2 separate regions of the Ovis aries genome follow, and region 2 is linked to region 1. Evidence: chromatin contacts called from public Hi-C data. All regions are on one chromosome and are shown on one strand. Each heading gives the region's core, a stretch centred on a gene start, on an enhancer-like site or on the middle of the called end of the contact. The rest is flanking DNA. Distances are from core to core; before and after follow the strand shown. Region 1 overlaps FAM227B (family with sequence similarity 227 member B). Region 2 overlaps GALK2 (galactokinase 2).

Region 1 (7,763 bases), core at 2,068-4,567:
TACTATATATAGTATATACTTCCAGGTAAATTCTCCTAGAAAGGGAAGCTTACATCTGTATCCTTTCAGTAGGCTCCAAACTGTTGTCAAGTTTTGCTGCTATCTTACTGAAGAATAAGCCTGTCAGACTTCTTCATAAATAGAGGCTAACTCACTGTTGTCTACAGAAAATCCTAAGGTAGTCCATTGAAAAATATACAGAGAATGACATAGAAGAGAATTCTGATACTCATTTTCTTATTATATAATAACATAGAATAGAATTCTAATATTTATTTCCTTACTAATTTTAAAATTGAGTACCTCATACAAAAAATGCAAATTGCCGTTGGTGAAGTTGAAGCCACTGCATCCAGGTACAAAGAAATTGCTCAGAAGAATTTGTTTAAAAGTCAAAGAAAACAAAAAACTGAAATTACAAAACTTATTGTTTATATCTCTCAATCCTTAACTGAATTAATGAATAAAAGCTGTTTCCTTCCTGTTTCATTAAAATGAGAAACTAAAAGGTAATTGGATTATCTACTAGGTTGAAATACCAAGTACAGAAAGTGGAAAAGATCAAAATTAAACTTTGAATTTCATGTGTTCTGATGCCCTAACTTCGTTCACACATTGTTGAATGTTCTTCGGAGGCCTTTTAAGGTGGGATACATTAAAATGTCTCAGGTGATAAAATTTGGCATGAAAAGTTGGACATCGTCTACATGAACAGCGGTTCTCTGGGTTACCATAGGAAAGTCCCTAGTCCATTTTCATGGCTTTGCTTTGAATGAAAGGGAAAATGACCTAAAGATATTAACGGATCTTGAGTTTCTGCTTGTTTCACCAGCAGAAGCACCGCTCCCTCATAGGAATGTGGTTTATAAGATGTTGCTAAGATAATGGATTGGAGTAGGTAGGTAAGGTGAAAAATCTGGGAGTATAATTCTGCTTCCAGAAGTGTTAGGCTGGGGCAGGTGAATGGAGGGTTGGAGGAAGAGAAGGGGAGTGATAGGGAGTGGATATGACGACTCATGTCTCACATTTTTGTTGTTGTTTAGTCGCTCAGTCGTGTCCAACTCTTTTGCGACCCCATGGAGTGTAGCCTGCCAGGCTCCACTGTCCATGGACTTTGCCAGGCAAGGACACTGGAGTGGGTTGCCATTACCTTCTTCAGGGGATCTTCCTGACCCAGGGATAGAATCTATGTCTCCTGCACTGGCCAGCCTATTCTTTACCACTGAGCCACCTGGGAAGCCCCTCACATCTTTAGGGAATTGAGAAAATCATTTAAGCTACCTTGGGTTGTAAGAGTCTCACTTCAGGCTTAATTACAGTGCTATCTTGTGAAATATTTTATATCTAAATAAGATTGAGTAAATGGCAGAAAAAATGCACCAAGGATACCAACAGAAACAAGACTTGTATTAGTAACTGTATAAGCAAGACTCGGCTATGTAAAAATAGGAATTTATAAAAGGCCAGGAGCTGCTGAATTGCGTTTCTGACTCTGGAAGAGAGAGAAGTTATCACTGGAGAACTGGTCCTGAGATAACACACTACTCTTACCCAGGAGGCAAGAAAGCCTCTCCTCTAACTTGTTCTCTGGTGGCACCATATTTAGCTTTTTAGTAGGCTTCTAAGAGGTGAAACTAGAACCTAACCGAATTAATAATAATAGTAGTAAAAGTACAAAATGCCCCTCCAAAATGAAATAAGAATCCACATTCCCTGCAGAAGTAGAGCATTAATAATACCACAAAGGGACTGGCAACGGCTGGTCAGTCCTTCCACTGATGTAGTCAGAGCTTTCCACTTGGGGACAAGGCCAGAGGGTGAATTTAGATAATTGGCCCAGGCAGCCCATCAGCAGACAGAGGCAATCACTCCACACCTGACACAAATAACTGCTGTTTAAGCTGGGAGTTGAGGTGCCAAGTGAGAGACAGCAGCAGTGCACTTGGGCAAATGACAACTGCCCTGAAAGACAGATGTGAACTCAATCCCTTGGAATGATTTTCTTGCTTTTGACATTCAATTACTAAAAAAGTTTTTCTCTTCCCGTTTCTTTAGAGAAGGAATTCTTAATAGCCATAAGCCATTGATTCAAGAAAAAGTATGCCTCACTTGTTGCAATTAAGCATTGAAAGTTCCATAGTAAGAAAAGGGTTAGCCATTCTGAAAACTGGCCAGTGATTTGGCAATATTCTCTTTTGGATTGTTAGACTGTGATGGGATATGGCCTAACAATTGGCAAAAAGAAAATAAACACACTGTTGTTGGATTTGACTTTGACCACAAAATCTTCAGCGATTTAATTGTCAACAATTCTTTGGATAAGTTCCTGCTCAACAAGAATCTCTGCTAGTAGCTAACAAATATACATATCTCCTCTAAATATAAAGATGGAAAACTTGCTTATGCTTCAAAGAGTTCTTAGTAGGTTACCTAAAAGAAAAGTTAACTCACACTGTCAAAGTAAGAAATAAAAAAATCACAACAACCTCATTTAAAAAAACAGACAATGACAAACATATCTATGGAACTGAACCAAAATTGTAGAATTACTGACAAAATGGAATCCTATAGAATTGGTGACCTGCATTTCCTTAAGTAAGTTCCCAAGGTTTAAATTATGGAACATTTGGAAATAACAGCTATTTGGAAATAGCTCGATTTGGAAAGATTAGCTATTCTTTGAAAACTCTAATATTAAGAATAATTTTCCATTTTATGGTCTTCCTCTGTTTTTAGGCTAATACTGGTGTCTGGTGTTTAATAAATGCTAATAACATCTCATTGCCACAGGTGTATTTCTTATTTATTTTATAGATTCTTATCTGATCATCACTTTCATTTCTTATCAATCCAGAGTATCTGATCATGCATTTTACCTTGTGACTCAGTTGTATCACAACTCTTCAACCTATAGTTTTAGAGCTTTCAGAGACCCAGGTGAATTGAAGAGGATGTAGGATGCCACCTTTTAGATCTATGTGGAAGGGATTTCTTTTCTAGATTTTTCTATTTCTCAGCCTTGACTAAATATTGTAATCAGCTGGGAAACTTTAAAAAATACTGATACCAGGTTCCATCCACAAAAATTCTCATTAAATTTATTTGGGGCGCAGCCTGGGCTTCAGAAATTTCAAAAGTTCCCCAGATAATCCTGACATGGCTACAAAACTACGGGGAGCATATTAGATTACTGGGGAAACCACCACCTAGTTAAAGGAGAATCTAGTGAAGGCACGAAGAACCCAGGCATCCGTGTTAGTTTAAAGCTCTCCAGTGATTCTAATCTGCAGCTAAGGTTGAAAACCACTACTTAAGGAGCCAAGGCTTGTAATTCAGCAGGATCCCCGTAGGTGTCCTGGGAATGTTTTGGAACCCTTAGAGGGCTCCAGAGTTCACCTTTGCCCTGGTGGATTTTGAAATGGGCTCATCAGGAATGAATCTCTGGATAATGCATCAGGATTCAACATTTTTGACAAATCTTAGTGGCTCCAACGTTTGGTGAACTGGCTTGGAAATCCATGTGATGACAGCTTTCTAGCTACTATTTAAGAAGGCATCTTTGATGAACGAGTTCATCGTTGGGAAAAAAATAGGTCCTGTGCCACAATTTCACAATAACAGGCAGGTCTGATTCCCTTCTGACACTTTCAAGTGGTGCTGCAAGCAGGGAACCTGGAGTACAGGCATCAAGGCCAGCTTACAAGGCACTTAAATTAGCCATTTATGATTATGAACTGATGCCCCCAAATTAGGGTTTCACCTCCTATGGCCACCCTACAAAAGCAGTGATTTAAAGAGACAAGCTCCAGTCTAGAAAATCCAATAGGAAAGAAACTATAAGCCTAGAGGGTTTATCCAGATTAGTGAAAGGCTATGAACCTAAAAGTTTGTTCTGTTTGTAAATCAGGGATTAAAGCAAAGCTTTCTTTCCTTTCTTTTCTAAAGATCCCAGCTTTTTTTCCACTGCGTTAAAATAGCACAGTAACTTCTTTTACATTACTACTGGAATACAATACCCTTCTATGTTTTAATTTCACATATGGCACAAAGAAGAGGCAGGAATTGCATATACCTAAGTAATATGGAGAAAAAACAACATTAAATGAAATGGGCTTTCATATGAATTCCTACTTTTTATAAACTATATTCAAGCTTTAAAAAAATGTTCTGAGATATGATTAACATGCAAAAAGTTGTAATTATTGAAAGTATACAACTTGATGAATTCAGAGGTAAGTATATATCATCATAATCTATGCCATAAACATATCTATCACTTCCAATAGTTTACTCCTGATCTTTTTATTATTATTAATAGTAGTAGTAATAAAAGTACTTAACATAAGATCTATCCTCTTCAGTTCAGTTCAGTCACTCAGTTGTTTCTGACTCTTTGCGACCCCATGGACTGCAGCACGCCAGGCCACCCTGTCCATCACCAACTCCTGGAGCTTACTCAAACTCATGTCCATTGAGTCGGTGATGCCATCCAACCATCTCATCCTGTCATCCCCTTTTCCTCCCGCCTTCAACCTTTCCCAGCATCAGGGTCTTTTCAAATGAGTCAGTTCTCCCCATCAGGTGGCCAAAGTATTGGAGTTTCAGCTTCAGGATCAGCCCTTCCAATGAATATTCAGGACTGATTTCCTTTATGATGGCCTGGTTGGATCTATCTATCCTCTTAGCAAATATTTAAGTATACCTACAATATTGTAAACGATAGACACTACAGTGTAGAGTATGTCTCGGATTTATTCATCTTGCATAACTGAAACTTAGTATCCTTTGACTAATATCTCCTTGTTTTCCCCACCCTCCAGTCTCTAGAAACCACTATTCTCTGCTTCTATGAGAGGTGGCTAATATTTTAGATTTTTCCTGAAAGCTGTGTTATATAATATTTGTTCTTCTGTATCTAGCCTATTTCACTTATGATAATGTCCTCCCTAGTGGCTCAGAGGGTAAAGCACCTGCCCGCAATGCAGGAGACCTGGGTTCGATCCCTGGGTCGGGAAGTTCCCCTGGAGAAGGAAATGGCAACCCACTCCAGTATCCTTGCCTGGAGAATCCCATGGATAGAAGAGCCTGGTGGGCTGCAGTCCATCGGGTCGCAAAGAGTTGGACACGACTGAGCGAGCTCACTTCACTTCACTTCAATGTCCTCCCAGTTCATATCCAATCTTTCTACAAGCAAAGTAGGTTGGAAAATAAAAATTATCTGCCTTTCATGTGGTTCTGAAAATCACATCAAAGACTCACTGAACATTTGACAGTTTTTTGACCAAGATTCATATCTGTATTTGAGATACCTTATTCTGACTTAGGTAGAGAAGCCATACCAAGTTTACTAACAAGGAAAACATGATTAAAGTTAGTCAGCTATTTCTGTGTCTTTTTTCCTGTCTTGCATACAGGGTCGTCATTGCCATCTTCCTAAATTCCATATATATGTGTTAGTATACTGTATTGCTGTTTTTCTTTCTGGCTTACTTCACTCTGTATAATTGGCTCCAGTTTCATCCATCTCATCAGAACTGATTCAAATGAATTCTTTTTAATGGCTGAGTAATACTCCATTGTGTATATGTACCACAGCTTTCTTATCCATTCATCTGCTGATGGACATCTAGGTTGTTTCCATGTCCTGGCTATTATAAACAGTGCTGCGATGAACATTGGGGTACATGTGTCTCTTTCAATTCTGGTTTCCTTGGTGTGTATGCCCAGCAGTGGGATTGCTGGGTCATAAGGTAGTTCTATTTGCAATTTTTAAGGAATCTCCACACAGTGGAGGGAGGTGGGAGGGGGGGTCATGTTTGGGAACACATGTAAGAATTAAAGATTTTAAAATTAAAAAAAAAAAAAAAGGTTAAGCAAAAAAAAAAAAAAAAAAAAAAAAGAAAAGAAAAGAAAAAAGGACCAAACTCTTGAACTTAGCATCCTAACTTATGGCATAAATCCTTAATGCCTCTTCTCTGAAATATGGAACATGATAATTGAGCTTCTGCTTTTCATTTGGATAATATTCCATTATTAGTTTCTTAATTAAATATGTACATGATTTAGAAAAAAAATAAAGTTAGTCAGCTATTTGTGTTTGTATAATAATATATAAAGACAAAGGAATTAGAGTGGGAAAGGAGACAGGAGAACTATTCAATGCCCATGTCCTGGTAAAACTTGCCAGTTAGGCAGAAATATCCTTTGGATAAAAAAAGTTTGATATATACCTGGGAGAATTGTCTCCAGAGATTCTTCAGTAACATCAGTTAACTTCCCTGAAGCAGAATGTGATCACTACTAATGGAGTGGCCACAAGCACTTGATAGAGCCATTCATTAGTGTCCTAAGAATAAAAAGGAAGAAAATATCTTTGTCCCTGAACAGGAGAGGAAAGGCAAGAGATGAAAGGAAAGAGGACTTCATATACACATTAGTGAATTTTGTATTTTAAGTTTAGGGGGGACTTAAATACAAAGGATATTTATAAAATATAGCTTTGCTATTTTTTTAAAAATTGAAGTATAGTTAATGTATAATATTTCACTAACTTTTTGATGCCCTTACAGAATAAGGGAAATTGAGTCCAATGGATTGGTAAGAGAGTAGAGGGAGGGTTTCTGAGGTGAAAACATAAACTAGTGCACAGAGGGTTGAAATGGTAATAGATTACTGCATGAGTTTCTGAAATAAATTTGAAAATCTGTGCAAAAACCTGTAATAATCTTTGCTTATTTATACAGACTATTCTGAAGCTGAGTTTATTTTTCTGTTTAATACTAGAAAGGAGAAATGGGGCATATTTCAATATCCTTAAATAGCATATTTATCATGTTCCATTAAAAGCTACTGGAATATTTTCCATTTCATCTGCCTATCTGGACATCAGATATAATTGTAGATAAGTGAGAAAATGATTTGACATCAAATTCAAAATCAAAATCTCAGCCTGCAGATGGCATCCGGTCCCATCACTTCATGGGAAATAGATGGGAAACAGTGGAAACAGTGTCAGACTTTATTTTGGGGGGCTCCAAAATCACTGCAGATGGTGACTGCAGCCATGAAATTAAAAGACGCTTACTCCTTGGAAGAAAAGTTATGACCAACCTAGATAGTATATTCAAAAGCAGAGACATTACTTTGCCGACTAAGGTCTGTCTAGTCAAGGCTATGGTTTTTCCTGTGGTCATGTATGGATGTGAGAGTTGGACTGTGAAGAAAGCTGAGCGCCGAAGAATTGATGCTTTTGAACTGTGGTGTTGGAGAAGACTCTTGAGTCCCTTGGACTGCAAGGAGGTCCAACCAGTCCATTCTGAAGGAGATCAGCCCTGGGATTTCTTTGGAAGGAATGATGCTAAAGCTGAAACTCCAGTACTTTGGCCACCTCATGCGAAGAGTTGACTCATTGGAAAAGACTCTGATGCTGGGAAGGATTGGGGACAGGAGGAGAAGGGGACGACAGAGGATGAGATGGCTGGATGGCATCACTGACTCGATGGACGTTAGTCCGAGTGAACTCCGGGAGTTGGTGATGGACAGGGAGGCCTGGCATGCTGCGATTCATGGGGTCGCAAAGAGTCGGACACGACTGAGCGACTGAACTGAACTGAACTGAGTGTTGCTCAAGATAATTAATGGTGTTTCCTATAGCACAGTTTCTGCAGCTCATTGGAAAATATTATGTAAAAAAAAGCTGAGCAAGTTTTTTCACAGAGAAAACTCACTGAGCCTATACTTCACTAGCATGAATTGCAGAACTT
Region 2 (7,763 bases), core at 3,419-5,918, 170 kb before region 1:
AGGGTGACACGGTGGGTGGAAATTTATTTGAAAGTCTTAATGAGGAGCAGCCAGACTCTCAGAGTCCACTCTTACCTGGCTAAATAAGGAAGCCATTTTCCCCCACCTTTGTAGGAGTCTCTGGAGAATCAAAGATTATCTGGACTTGGGGACATTGAGCACTGAGAAAGGCTGGACCAGAATAGAATTGAAAACTAGGAGATTAAAGGACATTCTGCCTCTGAACAGTACAACTCCCTTTCTCTGATCAGCTCTAGCATACTGGCAGCCTTACCACTCCACACCCAAGCAGGGACATTAGAAGAGCCTTCTCAGAGGAAACTAAACCATGGTGAACCATCCTAGAGAAAAGACCCATAACTACCGACATTTGGTGGCCCCCTTCCACTGAAATTCTCCAGCTACTCTATGAGCATATTAGAAACCCATGACTCACTCTTAAGGATGATAGGCTGTCAAAACATAATTGGTCTTTGAAAGAAGGCCTTCAACATGAAGTAAACAAAGGAAAAAGGAACTCAGAGGAAACAGAAGACAATACTGAGAGCAGAAAATTGCTTCAACTTCATCCTGTTGTCCTCAGAGAGTATAATGTTGAAAAAAAAATAGAATGCTACTTTTTAAAAAGGAGCAAACAGAAAGAGCTTTTGGATATTAAACATATGGTAGCTGAAAAAAAAGTTCAGTATAAAGGCTAGAAGAATTCTGATAAAGTAGGAAAAAAGGGATGGACAATAAAAGAGAGAAAAATAAGAAAACTTATAGATCAATCCTGGAAATACAATATCCAACCAGTAAGAAGAAACAGAATAAACAATCATTAGAGAATTATCATTATTATTATTGTTATTATCATTTTGGCCTCACTGTATGGCTTGACCAGGTATTGAACCTGGGCGACTGAAGTGAAAGCACCAAGTCCTAACTACTGGACTGTCAGGGCATTCCCAGAAAATTATTATTTTTTAAAATAACGTTTCTCTAAAATGAAAATATGTATTTTCAAGTTGAAAAGTGCTCATAGAGTACTCAGCATAATAAATGGAAAAAAAAAACAAATTATTCCTCAGTTAAAAAAAAAAAGCTTTTCCTTCCATTTAAAAAATGAAAGAAAACCAACCAAAGTATATTGTCTGGGAATTTTAAAACTTGAATATTAGTAGAAAACACTCAAAACTGATTGAGAGAGCAAGAGAAAGATGGAAAAAAGACCATAATCAAACGAACAGGAATGAAAATATTAAAAATAGCTTTGGAAGATGGAAGGCAACAAAGTAATGTCTTCAAAATATGAATGAAGTTTAGCTTAGGATAAATGAACTGATCAAGTAAAAGGATAGAATAAAACACTCTCAAACACGCAAATTCTAAAAGTCTACAACATGTAATCAACCAAAACTCGGGAGTAAACCAAGAAAGAAGTTGACATGGGAACTTGGAGATGGGAAATCTAATACAGGAGAGAGGAGTTGGGTATTTATAGAACATCAGTGATGGGAAATCCCAGCATAACATCCACAACACCCAGAAACTTAGAAAACAGTCAGTACATCATAGAACCTGATGGGGGAAGAAAAAATGGAATTGATAAATCTTATCAGGAAAATAAAGAATTGATAAATCTGACATATTTGACTGTTGAAAAATGAGAGTGATTTTTGCAGAGTTTTTATAGGGTATGGGAAGGCTTAGCTGGATGTGCAAATTAAACTATGCAAATGAGGAAATTATAATAATTAATAATTAATTAATAATTCAGGAATTATTAAGTATAGGGAAAAGTTGTCCCAGAAAGGAAATCAATTATTTTTCATTATTTGTCTCATAGATAAACAATAACCTCAATAATTAATATACCAAATACAGATTTAACCAAACTTTTTTGGCATAAATTTATTGAGAAAGATTGGGGGAAAGGTAGGTGTAAGACAGCTAAAATTCTCCTTTATCATAAGAAGGCAGTAGGTGAAATTAATATGGAATATCTATGAAATAGCATTTTACTCAGATTATCTGATAATTTAAAGCAAGAGCTGGTTGAAAGTGTTTGACTCTGGGCACTCTGTACTGAGGATGAAGATGAGATAGATGTGAGAGAGCTAGGGACTGCTTTTGTTGTTGTAAGCCTTTTAGCTCCTTCGATCCTTTAGATTATATGCATATATTCCCTTGGTAAAAATTAAGAAAAGGAGAAGAAAGGTGAATGAAATGAAAGGTAACTAGAAGATGAAGACATGAGAAGAGATTCAATGAGTCAAAGTTAGAGATTGGGAACAGATGAGCTGCTAGACTGTCACCAGATCAGAAAGGCCTGGGGAGAAGCTTGTTGGTGGGGTTTGGGTGAATCCAAGAACATGCAGGCATCTTTTGCTTAATGGGTGCAGGCCAATAGTATTTAGGTTTGGGGATGTAAGCATATTTTTTTCTTAAATAAACAAGCACCTTTTCAAAAGTATTGTACTGGGAGATATATACAGTCTATGAAGTTTAAGTATCAAAAACCTAGAGATGTTCTATCAGGAAAATGTTAGTTGGGGAGGCATTCTGTAAGGTATGCCCCTACTTTGCTAGTTCAGCATTTAGGTTGCTGTAGGCTGCAGTCCATGGGGTCGCTGAGAGTCGGACACAACTGAGCGGCTTCACTTTCACTCTTCACTTTCATGCATTGAAGAAGGAAATGGCAACCCGCTCCAGTGTTCTTGCCTTGAGAATCCCAGGGACGGGGGAGCCTGGTAGACTGCCGTCTATGGGGTCGCACAGAGTCGGACACGACTGAAGCGACTTAGCAGCAGCAGCAGACTTGTGTCTAGTTTCTGTGTGTTCTTGGAGTTGTCCTCAGAGGTCAAGAAGAAAGGACTAAATTCCTCTTATGGACCTTAGAGACAGCTGGCTGGCTTGCAAAACAGGTTGTAATTCTAAAAATCAAAACATCTAAAAAAATCAGATGTTCTGCACAAGATCATTTAAGTGGAGGCCTATTTCTTATTGTTTTAAATAGGAAAAACTACAATGTGTTGCTCTTCAACTTAGAATATCTAATTTCCTACAATGTTACAAAAACACAGTAAAAAATCCCACTAAATAAGTAACTTAGAAATACAATGAAAAATACTTAGAACAGTTGCCTTTCTTTTTTGAAAAAATAATTTTATTTCTTTATGGCTGTGCTGGGTCTTCACTGCTGCTTGGGCTTGTCTCTAGATGTGGCGAACAGGGCCTACTCTCCAGTTGTGGTACTCTGGCTTCTCATTGGGGTGGCTTCTCTTGTTACGCAGCACAGGCTCTAGGGCATGCAGGCTTCTGTAGTTGAGGCACCTGGGCTCAATAGTTGCAATTCATGCACTTCAAAGCACAGGCTCAGTAGTTGTGGCACACAGGCTTAGTTGCTCTACAGCATATGGGATCTTCCCAGATCAAAGATTGAACCTGTGTCTCCTGCACTGGCAGGCAGATTCTTTACTACTGAGCTACCAGGGAAGCCTAGCACTTTTCTTGACCATTGGACAACTATTAGGCTTGTTAACAAGCAGTTACTTTACACAGTAGTACACTGAGTCTTTGTGGACACCTGGTGTCCCGGGATTGCAGACACTTATTTCCTTACCAGTGTTGTTGTATGGGCAGGCCACTCACGATGGCTGTTCTCTTGCTCTCTGTACAACCTCTACTATTACAGTCCCTGTTTTACCTGTATCCTGTGCAAATAACTTGTCATCTCCACTTCCCCCCACCCCAGGAGCTAAGACTGCTACTGCCAACCGCGATATGCAGTGGGGTGTTGCTCCAGGACCCTGCTTCAGATATGTAAGCTTCCCCATCCATTAAACCATAGATGTCACTGTTGCTGACTTGGGCCCTTTCTTTGGTCTTGAAATTGGGCAAACACAGGCCTTGTAGGCCTGTGGGGGTGCAGGCCAGTAGTATTTACATTTTGGGATGTAAGCATATTTTTTTTCTTAAATAAACAAGCACTTTTTAAAAAGTATTGTACTGGGAGATATATACAGTCTATGAAGTTTAAGTATCAAAAACCAAGAGATGTTCTATCAGGAGAATGTTAGTTGGGGAGGCATTCTGTAAGGTATGCCCCTCCTTTGCCAGCTCAGGATTTGGGTTGCTGTAGACTTGTGTCTAGTGTCTGTGTGTTCTTGGAGTTGTCCTTGGAGGCCAGGAAGGACTCAATTCCTCTTATGGACCTTAGAGACAGCTGGCTGGCTTGCAAAACAGGTTGTAATTCTAAAGACCAGCTTTGGCCAGTAAGGTGTGTTTGATTGGCTTCTACCTGCAAATTCTTTCCTCTACTGGGGTTCTGAAAGCAACCGTTCAGTGACATTTATTGAACACTTGCTACGTGCCAGGTATTGTTCTAGGTATCAAAGGTGAATAAAATCAGTGAAGCCTCCGCTTTCATGACATTTACATGCTGGTGGTTGTGGTGCTGGTGGGAGATAATGAACAGCTATACAAATGGATATATAAGGTAATATCAGCTAGAGCTAGAAAGAAAAAATAGGCTGTAGAAAGGGGAAGCAGCTATTTTAGATAGGGAGTTAGAAGTCTCCTTTAAGGAGGAGACATCTGAAGTGAGACCTGAGGGAGTGAGCAGAGAGAGGAGGCAGAAGGCACACAAATGCCAGAGACCTAAGGTGAAAGGCCGCTGGTCTCATTCCAGGAATAGTAGAGGCCTGTGTGGATGGGGTGTGGTGAGTAGGGGAGAGGGCAGAGTGGTGGAAGGAGAGTTGAGAGTGGCGGCCAGAGGCCACATGGTCAGTCTTGTTTGAATTTCATTCCAAGCCAAACAAAGCCTTTGGAGGGCTCTGAGCTGAGGATAGCAAGATAGGATTTACACCGATTTGAGTTCTTTCAGCTGGGAGCACTATACTATAGCTTATACTGGCAAGAGAGGAAACAATTTTTCAAAAAAGAAAAAGAAAAGGAACAGTCACTGCCCTTATGGAACTTGAGTGCACACAGTGGAATACTATACTAACAGAAGTCTTAATAATTGAGCGCCTATCTCATCCAAGGTAGTGGTGGTGTAGGTAAGTTGTGTCCGACTCTTGCAACTCCATGGACTATAGCTTGCCAGGCTCCTTTGTCCATGGAATTCTCCAGGCATGAATACTGAAGTGGGTTGCCATTTCCTTCTCCAGAGGATCTTCCCAACTTAGGAATTGAATCCCGGTCTCCTGCATTGCAGGCAGATTCTTTACTAACTGAGCTATGAGAGAAGCCCCATCCAAGGGGTGAAGTATTTTATATGTAAATGGGAAATAAGTTTGTAAGAATGGCTCCTTGGTAAAGCTGGATGAAGAAGATTTTAAATAAGTGGTGAGTTCTAAAAAATTTTAAAAGCAAAGAAAGCTGTGTCTTGACACAAAGTCCTGGGAGCGGCCCAAGGGCATTTCAGGCAGAGTGAGCCCATAAGTGCATTATAACAGTTCTCTGAGCCAGACTTGTAAATATGTGTCAGCTGAGGCCTAGAAAGTCTTATGCAGCCTCATGAAATTCCTTTCAAAAACTTAGTTGACTACAGGGATGTTTCTAGTTGCTTAAGTCCCTAAACAGATTTAGTTAACTTAATTTCAGTGGCAAATTAATTGTGTAGACATGGGTTGATACTCTTCAGAGGAGTGTTTTTGAAGTTTGAAATCCATGCTGTGTATAAGAGACCTTTGAGGTTCAGAAGCAAAGTAACTGGAGTGTCCAAAGTTCTGTGCCAGATATGTCCACGTTTTTATTTTTCTGAGTTTTTAAGAGCTGTTTCCTTGAGAAAGTTTAAAGATAATTTTTCTTTGCATGTAACTACATTTACGTTAAATATTTCTTGGCCTTTAGAATGAGACCTTGTATTTAAAAAGTAAAGGCATGGTCTATATTACAAAATGAAAAGAGTCTCACTATTATACAAAGGTTTAAACTACGATTTAAATGTTTTAATAGTAATTTGCTACACAGTATAAGAAAAATCAGAAAACAATTTGCACTGTCACTAATTATTATGTTTAGAAGTCCATACAAAGACATTGTTTCATTTTGCTTAGAATAACAAAAACCTCATCCGTATAATGGTTAAGGAAAATAGTAGTTTAAAACATTCCAGCCAGATGTTGACTGCTAATGAACTGCAGCAGCCTGGCCTCAGAAAAGATGATAAATCCAGAGTACAATCTTTGAAAAGAATCTCTTAATTAAGTGTTGAGCATGGACTGAAGCCATGTGCTCACTGGTACAAAAACCAGGAGGGCTTAGTATGAGCATTGGGTGGCCTGTGTTTAAAAAAATTTTGAAAATTTAAGCTACTATTGTTACTATGTGCATATAAAACTGTTCATATTGTATTATCATAAGAAAGAACCAGGTTTCTTTCAGTTACAGGGGATAGTGTTTGTGTCTTTGATTATAGTCTTTTTTAGGAGTAGGATTGGAAATGGAATCTTTTATTTAATGATTTTGAGTGATTTGGATTCTCTTGGATGATATGACTAAGCTATTTGCTGATTAGAAACCTTGCTTCACGGAGGTTGTTTAGGTCACCTCTGCTTTTTTTGTTTTTCCATTTCCTTTCTTAGGCTAAATGCATGTTTACCATTAGCATAAACGAAGGCAAACAAGACTAATTAGGGAGCAACAGTTTGGAGGAATAAGGGTCACTGTTTCCAAGTTGGTTTCAAATGAAACCACTGTTGCTGAAAATTCATAGCCATGCCTGGTTATGCCTTGAACTTTTGTTGCAATTCTTAGATTCTTTTCATTATTAGGTCACCATGTGTTGATGTCTCCAAACTTTGACTTGCACACAGCAATAATAAACATTATTCAGTATTTAAAGAATTAATTGGACCAATGTAGGTGATATTAATTTACCACATATGTCCATAGCCCTTACCTTCTACCTTTATGGTATACAGAGAAAAGATAAAAGATAACAATACAATGGTAAATAATCCTACCAAATTCAGAGGGGTTTGTCATCTGATATTTCCATTCATTTATGTTGATTGTAGCCAATTGATCAAGACTTAACCTTGTGCTGAGCCCCAGACTAGTATTTGATACAGTAAGCAGAACAATGGAAGGCTCTCTATAGCTTGTCCCCCTTCGTAACCAGTTTGGTCTATAACTTGTATGAAACCCCCTTCCCCCCCCCCCCCGCCCCCCACCACCCCATGCCTCAACTTCTGTTTCTAAAATGAGAGTAAGAGCAGCTGTTCCTTTAAATTCACAGGGCTGAATGTCAGATTAGCCAAATTCTTCCAGTTCTCTGACCTTCCTGTTAGGAGATTTTGGAAAAGTTTAGGGCAAGTGTTTAGCAAGAAAGTAGGTAAGGTATGAAAATAAGTTAGTAGTCAGGGAAGAGTCTGTAACTGCATGAGATTTTAAGTGTATTGGTGGCCATGAGAACAGAAAGGAGACAGCTGTTTTTGTAGACACAAACTTTATTTATTTTAGATAAACTGTAAAGTGACTCAAGGGAAAAGGTTAACTGATGAAGACTATTTATGATACGTTCTGGACACCAAGATTTGGAGATTACTATTGAAAAATATGGACTTTAAGTTGTACTAGAATTTATGTGAGAGTAAAAGATACCCCCCCTTTTATAATCAAGTACCTAGGTGTCTTATACACATCATCTCTAACCTCATGGTACCTTTGTAAAACAGGTTTATTACTATTATTATTTCAGTTTTGCAGAGGAAAGTATTGAGGCTTAGTGAATTTATATAATGTGATCAAAGACAAATCGCTAATGAATGGAG

The links. Hi-C and Micro-C count contacts between places; a contact is called where the count stands out from the background.
Region 2: a contact with region 1 is called in a Hi-C map of liver, with 4 times the contacts expected there. The contact joins two enhancer-like sites. A contact is called at or near these places in 6 of 16 Hi-C or Micro-C datasets (hypothalamus, liver, muscle and 2 more).

What each region holds. Positions count from the first base shown.
Region 1 is chr7:58,979,530-58,987,292 of ARS-UI_Ramb_v3.0, reverse strand. The region is part of intron 11 of FAM227B (family with sequence similarity 227 member B); the gene reads right to left. All of the region lies in intron 3 of FGF7 (fibroblast growth factor 7), which reads left to right. Among named protein-coding and RNA genes, the nearest start is that of FGF7, 6.6 kb to the left of the region's middle. Within about 2 kb of position 3,317, at least 4 of the 54 cell types and tissues checked have an H3K27ac peak or open chromatin away from gene starts, as enhancers often do. A contact at or near this core is called in liver, where this site is marked.
Region 2 is chr7:59,147,051-59,154,813 of ARS-UI_Ramb_v3.0, reverse strand. The region is part of intron 5 of GALK2 (galactokinase 2); the gene reads left to right. Among named protein-coding and RNA genes, the nearest start is that of GALK2, 59 kb to the left of the region's middle. Within about 2 kb of position 4,668, at least 5 of the 54 cell types and tissues checked have an H3K27ac peak or open chromatin away from gene starts, as enhancers often do. A contact at or near this core is called in liver, where this site is marked.